Regions from separate parts of the Zea mays genome. Here region 1 is linked to region 2. A link is a contact called in public Hi-C data. All regions are on one chromosome and are shown on one strand. Each heading gives the region's core, a stretch centred on a gene start, on an enhancer-like site or on the middle of the called end of the contact. The rest is flanking DNA. Distances are from core to core; before and after follow the strand shown. Region 1 overlaps LOC103626482 (callose synthase 3). Region 2 holds the start of LOC100280442.

Evidence for each region. A called contact is a pair of places that touch in the nucleus more often than the background predicts.
Region 1: a Hi-C map of tassel shows a contact between it and region 2, with 7 times the contacts expected there. The contact joins the enhancer-like site here to the promoter of LOC100280442 in region 2. A contact is called at or near these places in 5 of 25 Hi-C or Micro-C datasets (bundle sheath, ear, leaf and 1 more) and 1 of 3 datasets of contacts at active chromatin or transcription factors (leaf).

The regions. Positions count from the first base shown.
Region 1 is chr5:66,208,371-66,211,223 of Zm-B73-REFERENCE-NAM-5.0, forward strand. It overlaps LOC103626482 (callose synthase 3), which reads right to left. Exons shown (of 41, transcript XM_008646894.3): 38 at 2,241-2,853; 39 at 2,106-2,156; 40 at 1,832-2,017; 41 at 1,224-1,751. The coding sequence ends at 1,503. Among protein-coding and RNA genes, the nearest start is that of LOC103626481, 61 kb to the left of the region's middle. Within about 2 kb of position 1,436, at least 9 of the 20 cell types and tissues checked have an H3K27ac peak or open chromatin away from gene starts, as enhancers often do. A contact at or near this core is called in ear and tassel, where this site is marked.
Region 2 is chr5:66,040,381-66,043,263 of Zm-B73-REFERENCE-NAM-5.0, forward strand. It overlaps LOC100280442, which reads right to left and starts at 1,474. Exons shown (of 6, transcript NM_001153363.1): 1 at 1,228-1,474; 2 at 641-766; 3 at 430-541; 4 at 282-343; 5 at 1-159. The coding sequence starts at 1,245.

The DNA of each region.
Region 1 (2,853 bases), core at 186-2,685, 170 kb after region 2:
GAAGGTCGTCCGATAGAGAAAAATAAATGTCAATTATATGGTAGCCGTGCTACAGCAGCTCCCCACGGTATGTGATGTCAAATCAGTCGATGATATTCATTCTATTAAAATTTCTTTTGATAATCAAATTAAAAGTATTACAAAGGATATAGAGAAGATAGCGCATGCATCAGGAAAAACTCACATGTCCAATTTTTTATCACGTAAATTGGGCATCGAAACAATTGCGCCAAAAACATCGGTAACAAATGGGTTTCCAAGCCATATTCTGGTATGTTGGTGGACTCATATCCCGGACGACTGTCACCGCCATCTTCACTAAACGGTAGATCGACTCTGAGCATGGCCAGGCCGCCCACACACGATCTCGGACCGTTCGGTCCTCCGATAGACACCCTACGTCGGATAGTCTGGAGTCACACAGAGCCCATCACAAGGGTCGCAGGCGTTGCCCGGCGCGACCAGACAGTCTAGGAATAGTACTGGACTGTCCGATCCACTTGCAGACCGTCCAACTACACAGGTTGAAGCACCATAATCCACCTGTGATCGCCCAAGTACTATAGCCTCAGCCCACAACACATTGTTATTTTATTTTAGAATTAACTACTTCATATTAATTCGTTGACACCTAAAAATCGTACAACACAATAATTTTATTGAATAAAAAAATCACGAATTGCATAGTACTTAAAAAGTTACATAATAATTAGAAAAAATTACATGAGATAAAATAGTGTGGGAAAGGAGCTCCAACCATGTGAAAGTATTTATAGATGGATTAGAAATAAAATTTATGTTTTTTTTTTATAATTTTTGAACTCCTAACAGTTAGTACGCGTAACACTGATGTCGGACGCGTGGACCGATTAGAAGAAACTAACAAACTGTCGACCGGACCAACGCGCCAACACGAATGAGTAACCGGGAACTAGGAACTTGCCACGTTTCTCGTTCCGTTCCGAGTTCCGTCCGGGAACGTGAGAGCAATCTCGTTCCAATAGTGTTAAATCCTAGTTTTTATAGCATACCGCGTACCACGTTCCCGTTCCTCGATTCCATCCATCGATCCGGAATCCTGGTTACTAACGCTCTCGCCACCCATTGGAACGAGCCTAACTAAACCTAAAGGGGGCGACCGACATCCCAACTTTAATCTGACTACTTAGTCGTAAGCCAGCTAATAAACTAATTGTTAGCTGTAAGTTAGCTAACTATTAGCAGAGCCTAATTATAGTTTCAACATTTGGATGTCAGATACTGGCCATTGCACCAGCAAATCTCAGATCTTCCAATCCAAAAGACCATAGCAATCCTGATACATACATATACATAGGGACCCTAATATTCTCTGAACCTACATACGCATACATACATACATACTACTGGTGCTAGGTGCGACACACACATACATACATACGGACCCTAATATTCTCTGAACCTGATAGACCGCTCCAGGACGACATAACTCCCGATAGACGGACCTTCAATCAGCAGCCCTACTACTCCTTGCTCCGCGTCCCTCGGTCTTTCTTGTGTCCTCCCAGGATACGGGAGATCTGCAGACCTCTGCTGAAGGCCTGGTTGAACAGCATCCTGGTCTGGAACTCGGACACGAACGGGAACCAGGCAAGGAAAGCAATGGGCGTGAACAGGAGAAGCCCCATTAGGATCTCGTAGCCCCGGGCAAGAGCCTTGATCGACCCCCACAGCCCGATCTTTTGAATCACAGGCCTGATAGCTTGGGCAATCTGCAGCACAAAGCGGCCAACAATAATTGAGTAGATTGGACAATGGAGAGGAGGACTACAAAACATGCTCAACTACTAACCAGGAGCAAACCCCATCCAGTGGGCATGAAGGCAAGGATGCAAACAAAGATGTCCAGAACCGTCATGCCAGGGATTGCTATTAGGATTACCACGATGGCTGTAAAAGTTATAAATATGAGACCCTTGATCAGCCGGAACACTAGCTGGAACTCTGCACTGAACCTCCTCCTCCCCACTGATACGGTCTGCAAAACAAAATACAACTGTGAGTCATGCTTGCAGCTAGAGACAGTGGTAACGAAACCTGTTATCCTTCATAACAATTTAATTTACCTTCATAACGAGTAAAACAACGAAAATTACAACCCATGAGAAGCAATAAACCTGGAAAAGAGCATTAGTTAGAAAGACTGCACCAGCACAAAGCAGATGAGACCAACCCAATGTTAAATAAGACGAGTATATTACCAGCACACTCTGGTTATCCTTGGTTATCTTCTTCGTTATATTCAGATGATACACGAGTCCATATTGATAGATAAAGAAACGCAATGCAAGCAGTATTTCAACAATAGTACCACGCTTCCCAGAGTAACGAAGGGGCTCCTGCTCTTTTTCCCACCATGACTCCCAGCTTTTCTCTGGTGCCACACCAATACCTCCACGATTGCTGATCCACTTGTGCCAATCAGTCCAGTCATCCACAATCTTCTGCCACTCAAATCCAGAAGGATTGAACAGGAATGGTGCAAAGAGCCAAGTGCCCACCATGAACCACATGGATACGGTGATGAAGATGTAAGTTATAGCCCCTCTATATGACTGACCAAATATTTCATACACAACTAGTAGAATCATCAGCTCAAGGCCCTTGACAAAATGGCTACGGGAATAAAGTCGATAGTTCTCAGCAAATTTGGCATGGAACACCACAAACCCACGTCCAGTGGCTCTGTATTCCGCTCCTCCATGGAGTAACGTCCTTCCGTAGTAGTGAGTTTTTGTTCCCAACGAGAATGTGAAGAAAACAGAGGCCAACTGAAGCTGCATCAGTATAAAATCACTCAATGCAGTTCTGAAT
Region 2 (2,883 bases), core at 224-2,723:
ACCAGATGGTGATGAAACAGGAGCATTCTTCGGTTCGCCCATTGGAGCATTTGTCACGGTGGAGTCGGCACACTTGCGAGGGTATGGGTGCAGTGGTTTTCTCTTTGGCCTAGGGGGTGGGATCTCAATTGAATTACTGGCCCCAGGTTCACGCACGACCTGCGTAGTTAGCTCAGAGTTAGCTTCTAGATAATCTCACTGTGCAAGCATATGTGATGGTAAAATACTGTGAATGCAGTGACAGCAGCTAAATTGAGCACAGCCACATGAGGGTTAAGCACCTTGGAGAAAAACTTCTGAGCATGGCTCCGAATCTGGACAGCAGTCTTTGTGCCAATGTGTTCTAATAAACGGCAGTTTGGAGGACAAATCAGAGAACTAATCATCAGCGTGCTCTAACGTAGGGTCACATGTAAAGCCTGCACGCACCTTGTATCTGGCGCCAAGACCGACCATAGAGCTTCAGTGCCTCCAGGAACTTCCCATGCTCTTCCTCTGTCCACTTCTCTCGCTGCTTCGTGATCGTGTAAGGCTTCCGAACCTACTTGAATCAAGGCAGGTGCCCATTAGTTGGCATGGTGAGCTGGTGACAGTGCTGTACGCTCACACTGATCTCAAAAGTGGGACAATAAATGGGTACCTTGACAGGGTAACCGTCCGCCCCCTCCTTGGGTTGCGTTGCATCATCCACCAGGGGTGATTCGACAGCATCCGACCGCAGCCTTTTGTCAATCGACAAGGCAGGTGAATCCAACGCGTCCCTTTCCTGTAAGGAACAACAGGAAACAAGTATTTAGTGATCGTCCCTCAACAGGTCAAAGCCATGCCAGATTCTACTTCTACCATGCATAAATGTCCAGATTTGAGCTCCCAGTGCTCCGGATCCCGCAAACGACATCAACTTAAGACATGTAATGGTGGTGGTAATAATAGGATGGGTGGGAACTGTTGGATTGATTGGAAGACAAGTTGCGATAGTGCTGTAAAAAAGGGGAACGAGTACAGCAAATTAGCTAAACACATGTTACGTGTTGGTCATCTCGTTCTAGTAGAACTCTCTACGGGTGCCATGATTGGCGTGCAACAGACAGGAAGGAGAAGCGTCTAGAAACAGCACATTTTTTTAAGAGGGTGATGAGATATTGGCATTAAAAAACTATTTTCAACACCGGCAGGCGGCAGGGAAGGATCAAGTGGAGGAGGGAAAGGGAGGAGACAATTGCATACCTGCGCCATGGACTCCATGAGGCGGGCCCGGAGCTCAAATCTCCGGATTCACCTTGGTAGGCTCTTCTTGCGCACGGAGAGCCCAGCAGAGGAGCAGCCGGCGGTCGAGGTCGTGGAAATTCGGTCCCTTCTCCGGCCGGGATCCGTCCAGAAAGCACAAAAAAATCGCTTCTTTGCCGGCCAGAGAACGAAACTCAGCACGGCCAGCCGCGGGGCGAGTCCGGAGAGCCGTGAGGAACGGAGGGAGGGGAGGAGGACGCGGCGGAGAGGAAGCGGTGGAGTCTCGCTCTGGCTGGCAAGGGCAAGGAAATGGAAATGGCGAGAGGAAGGAGAGGGGTGGGAGCGGCGAGATTTCTGGGGGCGAAGGGAGGGGAGGGGAGGCGGGCCACGTCGGCCGTGGGCCCCGCCTGTCAGGGCTGGAAATTTCGAGAAGGGCCAGGGATCGAGTGGCTGGGGAGGCCCCGGGAGGGGAGGGCCCACCTCCGCCCTCTGCGGATATTTTACGTTCTGACCCCTCTGTTTTCCCTTTTGAGATAGAGGGTCTCTTTCTCTTTTTTTTCCCCATTTTCTCAGGGTGGTTTTGTTTATCTATAGCATTGTATCGAAATTAAATATTTCATTGAGCCTCATTATAAATTTAGAAGTTTGTTCTGAAAATTTGAGAAGTGGAGTGAAGTGATTGGAGTGGATAGGAAGGTTTCCACGTGTTGACAATAGGGCACGAAGCAGCGTAGAGAAAATAAAAGAGAAAACACCGCAAATATCTGCGGCCGTTCAAATAGCAGATATTTTTTCCGCGGATAAACCCGGACCGTTTTCTCGTTACTAGATAAGAAAAAGGAAACGAACAAGAAAGAAGGATAAATTCCTAGCTGTGTCGTGTCCACAAGAAATTCCAAGAGCATTTCCTCTCTTTTTTTGTAACAGAAAAGTAAAATAATATAGGAAGTGCACCGTGCTGTGCTGTGCTTGTGCAGGGAAAGAAAAGAAGAATATCCGTGGCCGCAAAAAGCGTGGCCACAAGTATTTCTCGCTGCGCTTTTTCGGCGCCACGTCACGCGGCCAGCTTCGAGGCCCAGAAAGATCCTGCGGCGGGGCCCACACCACCCACCCCACCCCAACTTGTGGCCGTCGTTAACGTTACGCTGCCAAAGCATCCCTGGCCACAAGTTTTCTTCTTCTTCTTTTTTTCCTTTTGGTTTTTATTCTCCTTTTTTAATACCTTAGGTAGTACTAGTAGGGGTAAAGACTTAGAGTGATGTGCAGAGCTTAGCTAATGTCCTTTGATAATTAGCAAGCCTTTCATTTCCATTTCGATTTTTTTCCACTCAAGGCATATGAATTGTTTTTTTTTCCTTCCCAAAAACAAATCCTACGAGAGAGTGGATCGATCTTTTTTTGGGCATAGAAGCAGTAGACGGATTTAGACTGGACCATATAAACCGAGCAACAGCGACCTTGATCCAACTAAAGCCTGCTCATCAGAGACAGCGACGTGCGCCCTTCTTCCAGCCAAAGAATTTGAGCTGCAACCAGAACCATCTGTCTGGAATTGCAGGGCCGAACCGAATGTATCAGCTTCTCAACTCAAGGCTCTGTTTGGCACCAATATTTCTCAAAAATACGGTTTTACAATATTGTTCTCTGTAATTATTT